Regions from separate parts of the Mus musculus genome. Here all the other regions are linked to region 2. Evidence: chromatin contacts called from public HiChIP or PLAC-seq data. All regions are on one chromosome and are shown on one strand. The core of a region is the stretch at or near the end of the contact, and the rest is flanking DNA. Distances in the headings are between cores, read along the strand shown. Region 1 holds the start of Tekt4 (tektin 4). Region 2 holds the start of Gng13 (guanine nucleotide binding protein (G protein), gamma 13). Region 3 holds the start of Sstr5 (somatostatin receptor 5).

The links. HiChIP or PLAC-seq counts read pairs in DNA pulled down with a chosen protein or histone mark.
Region 1: an H3K4me3 HiChIP or PLAC-seq map of embryonic basal ganglia shows a contact between it and region 2, with 5 times the contacts expected there. The contact joins the promoter of Tekt4 here to the promoter of Gng13 in region 2. A contact is called at or near these places in 16 of 39 promoter capture datasets (3T3-L1-derived adipocytes, the C10 cell line, the HPC-7 cell line and 9 more), 1 of 15 datasets of contacts at CTCF or cohesin (embryonic stem cells), 63 of 484 Hi-C or Micro-C datasets (the AML12 cell line, B cells, CD4 T cells and 45 more), 18 of 115 datasets of contacts at active chromatin or transcription factors (the SCID.adh cell line, craniofacial prominence, embryonic basal ganglia and 11 more) and 5 of 9 other capture datasets (adipose tissue, embryonic stem cells, liver and 2 more).
Region 3: an H3K4me3 HiChIP or PLAC-seq map of embryonic basal ganglia shows a contact between it and region 2, with 4 times the contacts expected there. The contact joins the promoter of Sstr5 here to the promoter of Gng13 in region 2. A contact is called at or near these places in 20 of 39 promoter capture datasets (3T3-L1-derived adipocytes, the C10 cell line, the HPC-7 cell line and 13 more), 3 of 15 datasets of contacts at CTCF or cohesin (the NIH/3T3 cell line, large pre-B cells and pro-B cells), 22 of 484 Hi-C or Micro-C datasets (the G1E-ER4 cell line, bone marrow-derived macrophages, cochlea and 14 more), 12 of 115 datasets of contacts at active chromatin or transcription factors (the SCID.adh cell line, bone marrow-derived macrophages, craniofacial prominence and 9 more) and 3 of 9 other capture datasets (adipose tissue, liver and pancreatic islet).

What each region holds. Positions count from the first base shown.
Region 1 is chr17:25,469,142-25,473,463 of GRCm38.p6, forward strand. It overlaps Tekt4 (tektin 4), which reads left to right and starts at 2,449. Exons shown (of 6, transcript NM_027951.1): 1 at 2,449-3,114. The coding sequence starts at 2,581.
Region 2 is chr17:25,715,003-25,719,134 of GRCm38.p6, forward strand. Gng13 (guanine nucleotide binding protein (G protein), gamma 13) reads left to right here and starts at 2,526. Exons shown (of 3, transcript NM_001357782.1): 1 at 2,526-2,579; 2 at 3,665-3,796; 3 at 3,925-4,100. The coding sequence starts at 3,699. The coding sequence ends at 4,030. It overlaps Chtf18 (CTF18, chromosome transmission fidelity factor 18), which reads right to left. Exons shown (of 22, transcript NM_145409.2): 22 at 4,028-4,132.
Region 3 is chr17:25,495,173-25,499,707 of GRCm38.p6, forward strand. It overlaps Sstr5 (somatostatin receptor 5), which reads right to left and starts at 2,116. Exons shown (of 3, transcript NM_011425.3): 1 at 1,950-2,116; 2 at 1-6.

The DNA.
Region 1 (4,322 bases), core at 1,199-3,698, 250 kb before region 2:
AGAGAGGCTGGGAGGGACTGCACCCTGTCACCTTCAGAGCACAAATGCCTCTTTCTTTGGACCAAGGGTCAGACTAGAGGCCGTGGATGATAGGGACAAAGGCTCAACACATCCCTGAAGGTGTCTGGCGAGTCTTGGCCCCTCAAGCTGGGGACTAAGGTCAAAGCTCTACCTTGGAGTCTATCTTGACATAGGGGAACCTACATTGAGACCTGGCCTTCCTCATTAGCCTGGGGGTTCCATGGGAGCATCAGCTACCTGCAGTGCCCAGTACTTGAATACTGCAGGTGAAGATCAGGTAGAGTCACTGGGCCCAGGCTAGTTCTCTTCCTTTGCAGTCCCTGGCTCCACATGTCAGGAATGAATCTAAGGAGAAACTGTGGTGTGCTCTGGGTAGCTCTGTACCTACTACCATGTGGGAAAACTGAGGCACAGAGGAGACAGAGGGAGGCCCACACTGGCCCCCAAAGGTTCTTGGCTTCTAGCTCTTGAGGAACAGTGGCAGCTCTTGCTCCATCTGGTTATGAATTCTCAAGGCTTCTGCCCACAAATTACACATGTATAAAGCATCTACTGGTGGGAATGCCAGGGGCTCCTGCCAGAGGATTGACATGGAGTGTGAAGTGAGTGAGGGGCTAACTGCTAGGGAGTCAGCACAGGGTCGGGGCGGGGGGGGGGCGGGGAGGAATGCACAGCCTGGACAGAGGTGTGTGGGTGAAACCAAGCCTGTGCACTGAGCAGAGAGAGCCTGAGGTTCTCGAGGCGGGAAACGGGATAGGACAGTGGGGAGAGGAGAGGCTGAGGGGCTGTGGCAGTAGACCCTGTGCTGGCTAAGGGTGTGGATTTCTTTCAGAGAGGACCTAGTATGTGAGGAGCCTCTGGGGAAGACCAGGTGGGAGGGGAGGGAGGAAGACCACAGAATGGTCAGGAACTAGGAATAGGTGGCTGGCACATTCTGCAGTCAATGTCGCCCTCTCTTGGTCACACTGGCTATCGACTAGGGTTTCTTAATGCCCAGGTTGGATGGCAGGATTTCCTATCTAACTAGTGTCCTGGGAACAACTGCCCAGACAGAAAGTGCCTCCCCTTTTTGAGCAGATCAGGATACGTGACTCCAGATACATTCAGTGGGTGAACCCCCTTCAGAACACTGACCCAAATCCCCAGGAGGCTCTGATCTAAGTCCAGCTATGGGATACAGGAAGAAGAAGAGGGGCTGGCCCTTACACAGTGGCCCTGGGAATAGATGGGGTCAGGGTGGCTGTGGATACTCTCATGGGTTCAGGTCCCAAAGTGAGTCCTGGAGGCTGAGGTAGGGTGGATGTTTGGTCCTCTGGGCCTGCATGCGGGGTTCAGACCACATGCGCAATGGGCCAAGTTGTGGAGTCCTAGGGTGGCTTAGGGTAATGTTGAGGATGAGAGGCACTTCTCAGGCTGAGGAACCTGCTCACATTTCCATGGCCCCCACCTCCCACAGATCACCCAAAGGGGTCGTTAAGTAGGCAGAACCTCCTCCGTCCTCCTCCAGCAGGGCAAAGCCCACACTCAGGACCAGATCATGGAAGAACATCTCAGAAAAGGAGCCAAGGAGCCAGGGAGGAGGGCAGGGGTGTCAGGGACCTTGGAGCCTTCACTACCCCAGCCCTGGACCTCAAGACCCTTCATACCCCAGCCCTGGACCCCAAGGCCCTTCACTACCCCAGCCCTGGACCCCAAGGCCCTTCACTACCCCAGCCCTGGAGCCCAAGGGTCCCAGGGAACAAGTCCTGAGCCTCTGTGGCTCGGATCACAGTGTGGTGAAGAGTTGAGAGTTGGGGATTGCCTGTGTGTGTGTGTGTGTGTCTGTGTGTGTGTGTGTGTGAAAGAGAGAGAGAGAGAGAGCTTGTGCATGCGCACGCACATGGGCATATGAGTATTTGTGTGCATTGGAAACCTTAGGGGACATTTCTCAAGCACCATCCATTTTGGGGTTTTGTCTGTTTTTGTTGTTATTGGGGGTTTTGTTTGAGATGGGGGTCCTGCTATATAGCCCAGACCAAGCTGGAACTCACTACGTAGACCGTGCTATCCTTGAAATCAGAGAGCTCCACTTGTCTCTGCCTCCTGAGTGCTGGCATTAGAAGTATTTGCCACTATGCCTGGCCAACCTTATTTTCAACAAGGTCTTTCACTCGTCAAATACAGTTGGGCTGGTTGGCCTGTGAACACCACAGATTAACCGTTTCTGCCGTCCCAGTGCAGGGATTGCAAGCATATGCCACCACACCCATCCCCCCCTGCCCCCACCTGTGTCCTGGGAAACAAACTCATGTTCTTGCGAGGCAAACATTTTTACCTTTTACCCAGCTATGTTCCCAGACACTGCTTGGCCCTTTAAGAGGGCAGTTCTGCTCCTCCCCCTTGAGTGACCCTGTTGCTCAGCAACAGGAGGCAGTTGGTGTATACAATGTTCCTTAGGCAACCAGGAACCTTGCTTGGGACAGAGTGACCAGTACTGCTCCATTGATCGTGCCTGGACAATTGCCCAGTGACCCTCTCTTCATTCCGCCTCCCTTCCTGCTTAGCCAGGCAGTGGGTACCATGGCCCAAACGGGCGTGCTCCTGACCAAGGAGCCGGCCCCACAGTCAATAGATGTCTGTGAGCTTCCGCGCAAAGAATATGAAGTGGCCTGCAATACTGGCGCCTACACGTCCTCGGGTCTGGCCACCGCTGGCTTCCGCACAGCCAAATACCTGAGGGACGAGTGGTTTCAGAACTCTTATGCCCGCTACCACCAGGCCTTCGCAGACCGGGACTACTCTGAGCGGCAGCGGCATGAGAGCGGGCAGCTGGTAGCCGAGACTGGGGCACTGGCCCAGCGCACACAACTTGACTCCACAAGAAAGGTGGGAGAGCGCCTGGAGGACATGCATTGCTGGAAGTCAGAGCTGCAGCGAGAGATAGACGAGCTGTCTTCCGAGACGGACCTGATGATGGCCCAGAAGCTGCGGCTACAGCGCGCCTTGGATGCCACCTCCGTGCCTTACTCCATTGCTACTGACAACCTGCAGTGCAGAGAACGCCGCCAGCACCCAGACCTTGTCCGGGACTATGTGGAGGTGGAGCTACTGAAGGTGCAACCAGTGGCTCGGGCTCAGCGTGGGAGGCAGGCTCTGGCTCTCATAGAGATAACACAGGGCCTTAGGGTTCACACAGCACTGTGCCTATGCAGGACTCCTGATCCTTCAGATAGCGGAATTTCTACCACATCCAAGTAACTTTCTCTCTTGTGGGATTCCTTCCAGCCCATAAGATTTCAAAGACGTTCAGTCTGACTCTGAGGGGATTTTTGTTGTCGGTGGTGGTGGGCTTTGGGCTTTTTTGTTTGTCTGTTTTCCAAGACAGGATTTCTCAGTGTATCTCTGTCTGTCCTGGAACTCACTCTGTAGACCAAAGCTGGCCTCAAACTAGGAGATTTACCTGCCTCTGCCTCCCAAGTGCTGGGATTAAAGGCGTGCGCCACATTCTTCTGGCTGAGGTTGTTTTGTTTTTGGCTAAGCCAAAGGCTCCCCCGTACCACCATGCATGCCCCTTGCAGTGCTATTGGTGTTCAGGGTAGAAAGCCGGGCCAGCCAGTGTTGCATGTATGGAGGGCTTGTGGATGCCCATGGCATCTGCTCTCTCTCCCCAGAGCCCCAGAACCCCAGAGCCTGAGCTTCAATGTTCTCCTAGTATACACTATAATCCCAGTGTCAGGGAAACTGAGGAAGGAACACGAGCTCCAGGCCAGCCTGGACTACATATGAGACTCTTAAACAAACACCAAAACCCAAACTGAACCGAAAACAAACCCTGCCACGTCCCCCTCCCTTCATCGGGTACCTTTCCCTCAAACCCCAGCGCAGCTTGCTTTGGGGAGTCTTGTGTGATTATGGGGCCACTCAGCCTGGGTGCCACACAACTGGGAATTCCTCAGAGCTGGCGCCTCCTGTGGTAGCCTCAGGCCCATGGGCAAGGATGAATGATGGAGCTGGGGAATAAACCGCCAGGCTGGGGCCCCAGAGAACTCCTGTCCTACCCCTAGGCCTTGCCCACTTCGGCCAGTGGGTGCAGAGATGGGAGAGGGACCGAGGACACTGGACACTGGAGATCATGGCCCAGGTGGGTTTGAGCACAAGATAATCCTGGCACCCAGAAAATGTTGGGGTTAAAGGAAACTTAGAGTTTCCTACCTATTCTTGGTGGGAAGTGGGCAGACAGAGGGCATCTGATGTCCCGTGGGCTTGAGTTCCTCAGAGGCAGTATAGAGCTCGATATAAGGCTGGTATGCTCCTCAGGAAAC
Region 2 (4,132 bases), core at 1,276-3,775:
ACAGAGATTCCCTGCCTCCCAAGTGCTTGAATTAAAGGACCTACCTCACCTGGCTAACAGATGTGGATCCCAATTGTGGGTCCTGCACAGATGGGAGCACCTGGGCTGGGGGCATGGCCTACCACTGGCCCTACCTGTGCTGCTGTTGCAGCCAGAGCCCAGCCACCAGTGCACCCTAAGATGCCCCCCGGCCTCCATTGTGGAGGGTGGGGGGGCCCTCTCGATAGGGATCCAAGACCTGACTACCTCTAGGACCTGTTGCCGCTCCAGGACTCACTTCCTTATCTCGGTCAGCCCCTAACTGACTTCTCTGAGTCTAATAAATTGTATAAAGTCGGGCAGTGGTGGCACAGGCCTTTAATCCCAGCACTTGGAAGCAGAGGCAGGCGGATTTCTGAGTTTGAGGCCAACCTGGTCTACAGAGGGAGTTCCAGGACAACCAGGGCTACACAGAGAAACCCTGTCTCAAACAAACAAACAGTCATAAAGCCTGAATCCTGAGCCTTGGGGCTGGGTTGGGGACACTGAAGCAGGCCGGTCTCACTACCTACTGTCTCAGCAATAGGAACTCACCCAAGCCGTGGAAACCACCTGAGGGTTCAGATTGTCCCATTGGAGTGCAGTCAGAAACATTACCTCATCCCAGTGAATGTAGGCAGCCTGGGGCCCTCTGGAGGTCACCTAGTCCTTCAGCCTCTAGAGTGGCTGGCCCCCTTCCTCCCTATTGTCACTGTGCTCTGGTGGCTCTCCCAGCTTTTCTCCTGCCAGACACCCATGGTAGCCTAAGTGTTAGGGTGTGCATCTAGATCAGGGCACACAAAAGGCATGGGGAGGGAGAGTGAGCACAGGTCCCAGGAGATATGACAGTCCTCCACCCTACCAGGAAGAACGACATCTGCCCTGAGGCCTGGCACCATTAACCTTAAGCTCCTCCAACCCCCAAATCCATGATAAGTAATCTCTCCGCTCCCTAGCGTGCCCCAGTTCCAGGGATGCCTCCTGATCTAACCACATGTTGATGCACATCAGGGGCCAGGGAAGCTTGGTGACCCCATTTCACTGATCAACACCAGGGAAGCCTGCTGTGTGACTGATGGTCCTGAGAGTCCAAGGGACAGGGACCTGGTCTGTCTTTTGATCATACCTGCAGGGGTCCAGGCCATCTCCTGGGCAGGGTGAGCTCTGAACTCCTTCTGTTCCTCTAACTCTGACCTATCCTGTTGTCTAGGTAAGGGCCACTCAACAAACCTCCAGCCCTCAGAGGACCCAGAATACTTAGCAAGGTACTGGCCCTGCCTCCCAGGACAGGCTTGCCCCTCCCCCACGGGTTGCTGTTGCAGCCTGCGTCATATGAAGGTCCCCAGAGCACAGCTCCCACAAGAGTTGGTGAGGTGTACCTCTGACAGTAACACTGGGAAAGGGAGGCGCTGCTCTGGTTAGTTGAAGGCAGGGCTAGCCCCCTGCCCCCGTTACAGAGTCTCTGAGAAATAGGGAGGTGGCTGCCGCCGGGCACAGGGCTCAAAATCCTGTGGCTGAGGAAGTACTCTTCTCCCTACCCAAAGGCCATCCAGCATCAGCTAAGAAACTGACCTACTCACCCCCTAAGCTAACTTTTAATCTACCCAAAGCTGGAGATGGGTGACCCTTCACACCCGAGGCCCCCACGCACTATCCAACCGTGGGTTCTTTTGAAGTCATTGCCTGGGAATGAGGAAGGCGCCAGAAGGTGGGAGTGCTATGGAGGGAGGCCTGAACCCCTTCTAGGTGAGGCTCTTGTCGTGGAATTCTGCGGGATGCCCCCCAGCCTCCCATAAGTGGACAACACTGAAGGTCACCTGCACCAGGTGGGCTGCAAGACCACAGTGGGAAGTGCTCTGCCCCCACCCCCTCTTCTCAGCTGCCTGCATTGGAGTGCCCTGCATAGGAGGGCCCTGACCAGAGAAGCCTTGTTGGGTGGGGCATATTTTGCTGTTTAGGGCTCTGGTCCCAGTATCACAAGATTGTCAAACTGGGTTGCCAGCAGTTGTAGCTGACCCAGGAGAGACGGGACTAGCTCCCACTGCTGCATGTCCCACCCCAGGGGAGACCTGCCAAAGCTGTAGGAGCAGCCCAGGGAGCTCTTGGGGTCAGCCCAACCCTGTAAAGGCGGTACCAAGGCCCCAGGTGGCAAGAGTGGGCGGGGCGGCTGCCTGGGCTCCCCGGACTCGGACAGCCCAGCCTCACTCCACAGATCCCTCGGCCCTTGTCATCTCTGCTTTTGCTGTCTCCTCCAAAAGTAAGTCCGATGAACAGAAACCTCACACTGAGGGGGAAACAGACTCCAGGGCTCTAGGGCTTGACCAGGTGGGGCCCCTAGGCTAATTCTAACTACTGGGACCAGGGCAACTGCCTCCGGGCCTCAGGGGCGGGGCGGCCGACAGATCGAGTCCAGCGGCGCAGGAGCCATCGCTGCGCGACGGGGGCGCGTCTGTCCTGCGCCGTGCGCGCCGCCCGCAGTGCCCGTGTGCGCCGCCGTGCGCCTGGCCGGGGGCGTCTCGGGGTGCACCGGCGGCCGGGCTCCGGCGGCGGCAGCAGCGCAGGTAGGGCCAGTGGTGGGCCATGCCCCCAGCCCAGATGCTCCCATTTGTGGAGGACCCGCAGCTGATCCTCCGCCCACGTGCCTGTCGGCGTGTGGGGCGCGGGAGAACCTAGCAGGGTGGGGCACTGTAACTTGGGGGTCTCTGGGAAAGGTACTCTGCAGGTGGCCCCACACAACCAGGAATACTAGCCCACCCAACCTCTCACTGGTTCCTTGCGAGCCCTGCCAGGACCTCTTTAGGATGGGCCACTCTAAAGGCTGGGTCCTAGGCTCTCCCCAAGGCCAGCTCAGCTCAGTATCCCGGGATGGAAGCTTAGCCCGGATGTGTCTGGTACTCGGTGCCAGACCCCTCTCAAGGTCGTGGAAGCTGTGATTGGAGGGAGAACCAGAGACTTGGTCTTTTGGAGTGCAACTAGCTAGGGAGGGGTAAAGGGAGGCCCGTTGTGCTCCAACTGACAGCTCTCCCTAGTCAGGTCAGTGACTGGATCTGAAAACACTGGTCTCAGGAAGGCTACCCACCTCCCAAGTCCTGGGCTTGCTGAAAGGCCTGTGTCCCCAGACATTCTGCACATACCCCACCCTACATGCAAATTGCAGACAAATCCTCCCAGCCCCGAGATTAACTTGGCCTCTCAGCCTCTTTACCCATGCAAAACAGGCATCCAGGAGGGCCAGGCAGCACCCAGCATCTCAGGGCTCTCATCGCAGCACCCAGGGTCTGAGTTAGAAGTGGGTCTGGAAGGGGGGTGGGGGCTGCCCTGGGTACTCAGAAGTCCATCTTTTAACCTCCCTAGGCAGGGATGAGTCTGTCCTCCCAATCCAGGGCTGGGCCTTCTCAGGCTCATTTGCCCAGCCAAGAACGGAAAGTTTGCTCTGCAGCTAATCAGCCCCACTGGGTAGAGAAGGCTCAGGGGTCTTGTTAGTGGGTCCCTGTGGCCCTCTTCGGGCTCTTTGCCAACATCACTCCAGACCTCAGGAAGGACCAATGGGTGGTATGGTCCCAGGATCTCCCTCTGTCCTGGGGCTGAGGGTGGCGTGGGGGTGGGGGCTGCAGACCCAGCTCTTTTCGCTTCTCCTGCCCACCAGCCTCAGGCTGGCTACCACCGACGCCCCCGACGCCATGGAGGAGTGGGATGTGCCCCAGATGAAGAAGGAGGTAGAGAGCCTCAAGTACCAACTGGCCTTCAAGAGGGAGATGTCGTCCAAGACCATCCCCGAGTGAGTGCCCCATGATGTCTGTCATTTACCTGCCCAGCCACTGCCCCTTGTGTGAACCAGGACCTCACACCCCCAGTAGGCAGGTGCCACGGGAATGACCGACACTCACTGACACTCCCCACTCACAGGCTTCTCAAGTGGATTGAGGATGGAATCCCCAAGGACCCCTTCCTGAACCCAGACCTGATGAAGAACAACCCTTGGGTAGAGAAGGCCAAGTGCACCATCCTATGAGCCTGACCCACACTCTCTGTAAGGTGTGACTTTATAAATAGACTTCTCCGGGTGTCTCTGCTTTAGTCCATTCCCTGTGGGAGCCAGTGCGATCTGATGTCC
Region 3 (4,535 bases), core at 866-3,365, 220 kb before region 2:
CCTCTCCTAAAAAGGACCATGGTTTAGAGGCAGCCAGGAGTCCTGAAATGTCAGTTCACAAGACCAATATGCACGGAAGCGCTGCAGAGACTTGTGGGTCCACCTCTCCCAGAAAGACAACCAAGGGCCCTGAAATGAGCTCGAGGAAGCTGATAACTCCGTCCCTGAAGACAGGCTGTCCACTGATGGGGGGAAGGGCTGATGGGCTCCAGGCCTCCTGAAGAGGCTCTGGCTTGAGGTAGTAGTTCTTGAACACATGTCTGACCTGAAGTCAAGCTCTCAGTTTCTCTGGGCTCCTCTGAGGCTGCTCTCTGGCCCACCCCTTCTCACTGCTACCCAGAGCCCGGGAATGGCTTAGCAGGCCACCAGCCCTTGCTGTCTGTGCAAACACTACAACTCCCAACCAGTCTCAGGGCTACAAAGAACAAAATAGGCCCTAGAGCTGTGCCTGTCTCTTGGGATATAATTCTGCAAGAACCATTTTTAAAAGAGCAAATTTTTTATTCACAAGGATTACATGTTCAGGGGAAAATTGCCCCCCCCAGGCTGTTTCAATTGTGGGAGGGAGGGGTGAAGGAGGGGGTTTCACATCAGAGTCCAACCAAAGACCTGCTTAGCCAACCCCATTGATGTCACGTCCCTAGCAGGTGCTGGCCCTGCCCACCTCACCCTAGTACCTGCCCTGTGATCTTTGAGACCTTGATGTTCGACTGGACCCTGATGTATCTGGAGATGCAACTATCAAATTGCCCATCCTGTAAGCTTCTGCCCCCTCTCCTGCTCTGCTGAGGATGGGGCTGGAGCCACACCCCCACCCCACCGCACCCCATCCCTGTCCACAGCAATTAACGACCCCCCTCTTGCTTCCTTTTCCCAAATACACTCCACCTCAGAACACTTCTGGAGGCAGCCTGGGCCAAGGCAGGGGGAAAGTTAGGCAGTTGGACCAACAGGGAGGCCAGGATTGCACAAACCCATCAAAGGGGCTCAATGGGTCTCCCTGCCCTGAAGAAAGCTATTTCCATTTCCAGCCCCTTCCTCAGAAATCCGAGCCTTTACATTACGGGAAACCAAACCAATGCCCAGTTATGGTTGGTCATTGCTGCTATTGGAGGCTCCATGCATCCCACCTGACCCTGCGATGCATTCTGTTGCTCAGCAACAGTCCCAACATCTGACTTTGGGCACCTGGGTTCTAGTTCTCATAACCCTAAGTCACACAACCGATGGCAGGGAAGGGAAGGACCTTGAACATCAAAGAAAGTTCTAGGACATTCTCCATCCCACGTAGGGGAGCGTTATGACTAGAGGACTGGGGGACTCCTGAGACAGAAGTGCCCCGCAATGGCCATGTGGGGACTTGATTCCCAGAGGGAAAGGGTGTACCCAGATTTCCTGCTCTGGCGCAAACAATCCCGGGGAACTCAGATCCTGCAGGGCGTCTATACGTGCCAGGCCGCAGCCCCATGGTTGACACCACTCTGCCGGCCGCCAGCGGACCCATATGCGTACGCTGCTGCTCTCCTCCCCGACCGTCCCCCACCCTCGGCGTCCAGCTGCAGACCTCCTACCCTGCCTGATGTTATCTCTGCGCCCTCCCACTTTCCCTCCGAGACCGTGGTTCTGAGGCCTCTGGGCTCACCCAGTTCACAACCCTCCCTGGCATAGGGTGCGCGCCATGGAGAGACGAGGGGCGCATAGGCAGAGGGAGATGTCTGGGTCCTTTATGGCTTCTGACCTGACCCAAGCACACCGGGAGGCCTCCGAGTCTCCGAGACAGAGGCAAAAGGATGAAGCTCTGAGGTTGGGGAGCAGACGCGAGAGAAGCTGGGGCAGAGGCAGGTGAGCCCCGTAGATGCCCAGAGGAGCTTGGGAGCTGCAAGCAGGGGGCGAAAGGCGGGACCCCAGGCCTGAGCTGCGCGCAGAGACAGCGGGAAGAAGCGACAGACCTGTGCAGGACAGGATGCCCACGCCGGGGCGGACGAGGCGGCGGTACTTCGCGGTCAGGCAGCGCCCTCGAGCTCAAAGAGCAGAGCGCTCACTGGATTGCTGTACGAAGTCGGCGCCCGCCCTCAGGCTAGGGGGAGGGAGAGGGTGGAGGAGATAGAGGGGGCGTGGCTAAGCCAGGCTGGCCGAGAGCCTCCGGTGGGGTGGGGTGGGGTGGGGTGGGGTGGGGTGGGGTGGTGAGGCAGGGTAGAAAGGGCGAGCTCCCATGGCCAGGTCGAGAATGGGGGTTTCCGGGAGGATTGGGGGGGGGGGTCGGGGCATTAGAGTCAGGTTGCCTGGGTGGACTCTTATCTAGCCACCTGATGCTCCAAGTCACCTAAGTCTATCAGTCTCTGAGACCTTTGTGCAGTCCTTGTGTGGTCGACTGTGACTTAGACCACGCCTCCATCCCATCCTTTTTTCCAACCATCAGTTTGAGCTGTGACTGGAAGTTTAGGGCTGAAGGGAGTCCCTCTGATGCCTGCAGAGTCTGAGTCTCACTCCTGAGAGAAGTCTGGTGGCCTATAGCGATGTCTGAGGTGAGGTTCCAAGAGCAGGGTTCCAAGAGCAGAGGGAAGGCAGTGGGAATCCTCAAGGCAGAGTGTGGTCCCTGAACAGGCAGGGGTGAGCCTGAGTCTGTACTTCCTACCAGGCCCCAGGCTTTAAGATGCTGCTCACTGAGTTGCTGACTCTAACAAGAGTTGAGTGTCTGCCTCCTCTGGAGCTAGGGACAGGGGTTATCCCAGCAGCTCTGTGGCTCAGAGCTGGCACACAATTCATTTCTTTAACCTGATCTGAAATTCTGCAGTACCACCAAGAACAGCTGACACACATAAAGGATGTGGGACTCAGCTACATACTGCTTGTCCTCCAGTGGAGATGGTTCAGCTAATCAGGTAGGTGGCGCCTGAGTGTGCTCGCGCTCTCTCTCTCTCTCTCTCTCTCTCTCTCTCTCTCTCTCTCTCTCTCTCTCTCTCTCTCTCTCTCTCTCTCCCTCTCTCTCCCTCCTTCCCTCCTTCCCTCCCTCCCTCTCTCTCTCCCCCCCATTCTATGGTTTTTCCATGGAACTTGGATTAGGTTTGTAATGGAGAGAGCGCAATTGCTTAGCAATGGCCCGTGCTCCAGCTCCTCATGGTACTCCTCCCCAGCCAGATTTGGACTCCACATTTAGGAAGAGCTCAACCTTTCCTTAGTCCTGAGCTCCATCTAAGTGACTGTCAGCTTCCTGAGGAGGCTGCCCAGATCCTGCCACAAGGACACCTCCACTGTTCTGCAGACTGGGGGGCCTCCTCTCTGGCTTCAGATGGCAGCTGTTAGTCCATTGCCTCTAGGGGCTGATGGCTGCCTTCTCTGGTGCCTTACAGGGTACATCAAGGCAGATTAAGCCACCCTGGATCCCAGGGTCTCTGCTAGAAACAGGCACGGCATGAGCAGGGAACCAGACGTTCAAGGTGGTGTAGGAGTTTTTGTGGTGACTGTGTGGATTGAGGAGACAGGCTGAGGTGCAATGGAGTGTCCAGAGCTCTCTGGCTAAGGAGTTAATCTGAGCACTCTTCATCAGGCCTTCTGAATCCTCTCTGTGTTTATGTAGGAGACCATTTCTGAGCGCTATCAGTGAGGCAGACAGCCCTGGGGACAAAACAGCACCTGTCCCACAAGTTCAGTGTGTAGCAGAGAGTAATAAACAACAACAACAATTTTATATAGAAAATTCTAAGGACTGGAGAGACAGCTCAGCAGTTAAGAATACTGACTACAGGACCAAGATTTGATCCCCAGCACCCACATAGTAGCTCAAAACAGTCTGTAACTCTAGTTTCAGGGAATTTGATGTCCTTTCTGGTCTCTGGGGGCACCAGGCACACATGTAGTACACACACACACACACACACACACACACACACACACACACACACACACACACAGGTACAACACCGTACACATAAATAAAATAATAAAAATAAGAAATTTTAGACTGTAATAAAGACAAGCAGGAGGCTGGGAACCATCTCCAATGCAGTGTGGTCTACTGAGGAAGAGACTTAGGCAGAAGTCAGAGGATTGAAGGCCCCAGGGTAGCAAGAAGCTCTGTGGCTGAGCGAGGGAGCCATGACACTGGTGCTGGTCCCAATGTGACTCCTTGTTCTGATCCACAGTTCTGCCTCTACTCCATTCCAGCCACTGTCCCCATTTGTGATTCTCCTCCCAACTGCTGCTCCTCACCAGCCCCTCATTTACCCACACTGCTTAGTGAAACCATGTCCAAGACTGGGAGACAGACAGAGTAACCAGTTGAGTTTGGCCAGAGACCAGCAAAGGCAGTCTCAAGAGGCTGCTTCTAGACAGAACATCTGCCTAGACTCCTCCAACTGGGACAACAGAGACAATAGCCCAGATCTCCAACAAAACCCTATTCAGGCTTATCCCCACTTGACCACACCTCACACCAACAGAGTGTGCAGGGTCCCATGTTTCCAGCTTCCTAGTCTCTGAGCTGGCAAAGACCAAGGCTACCCACACCTGAAACGCCAGCACACACACCCTCACGA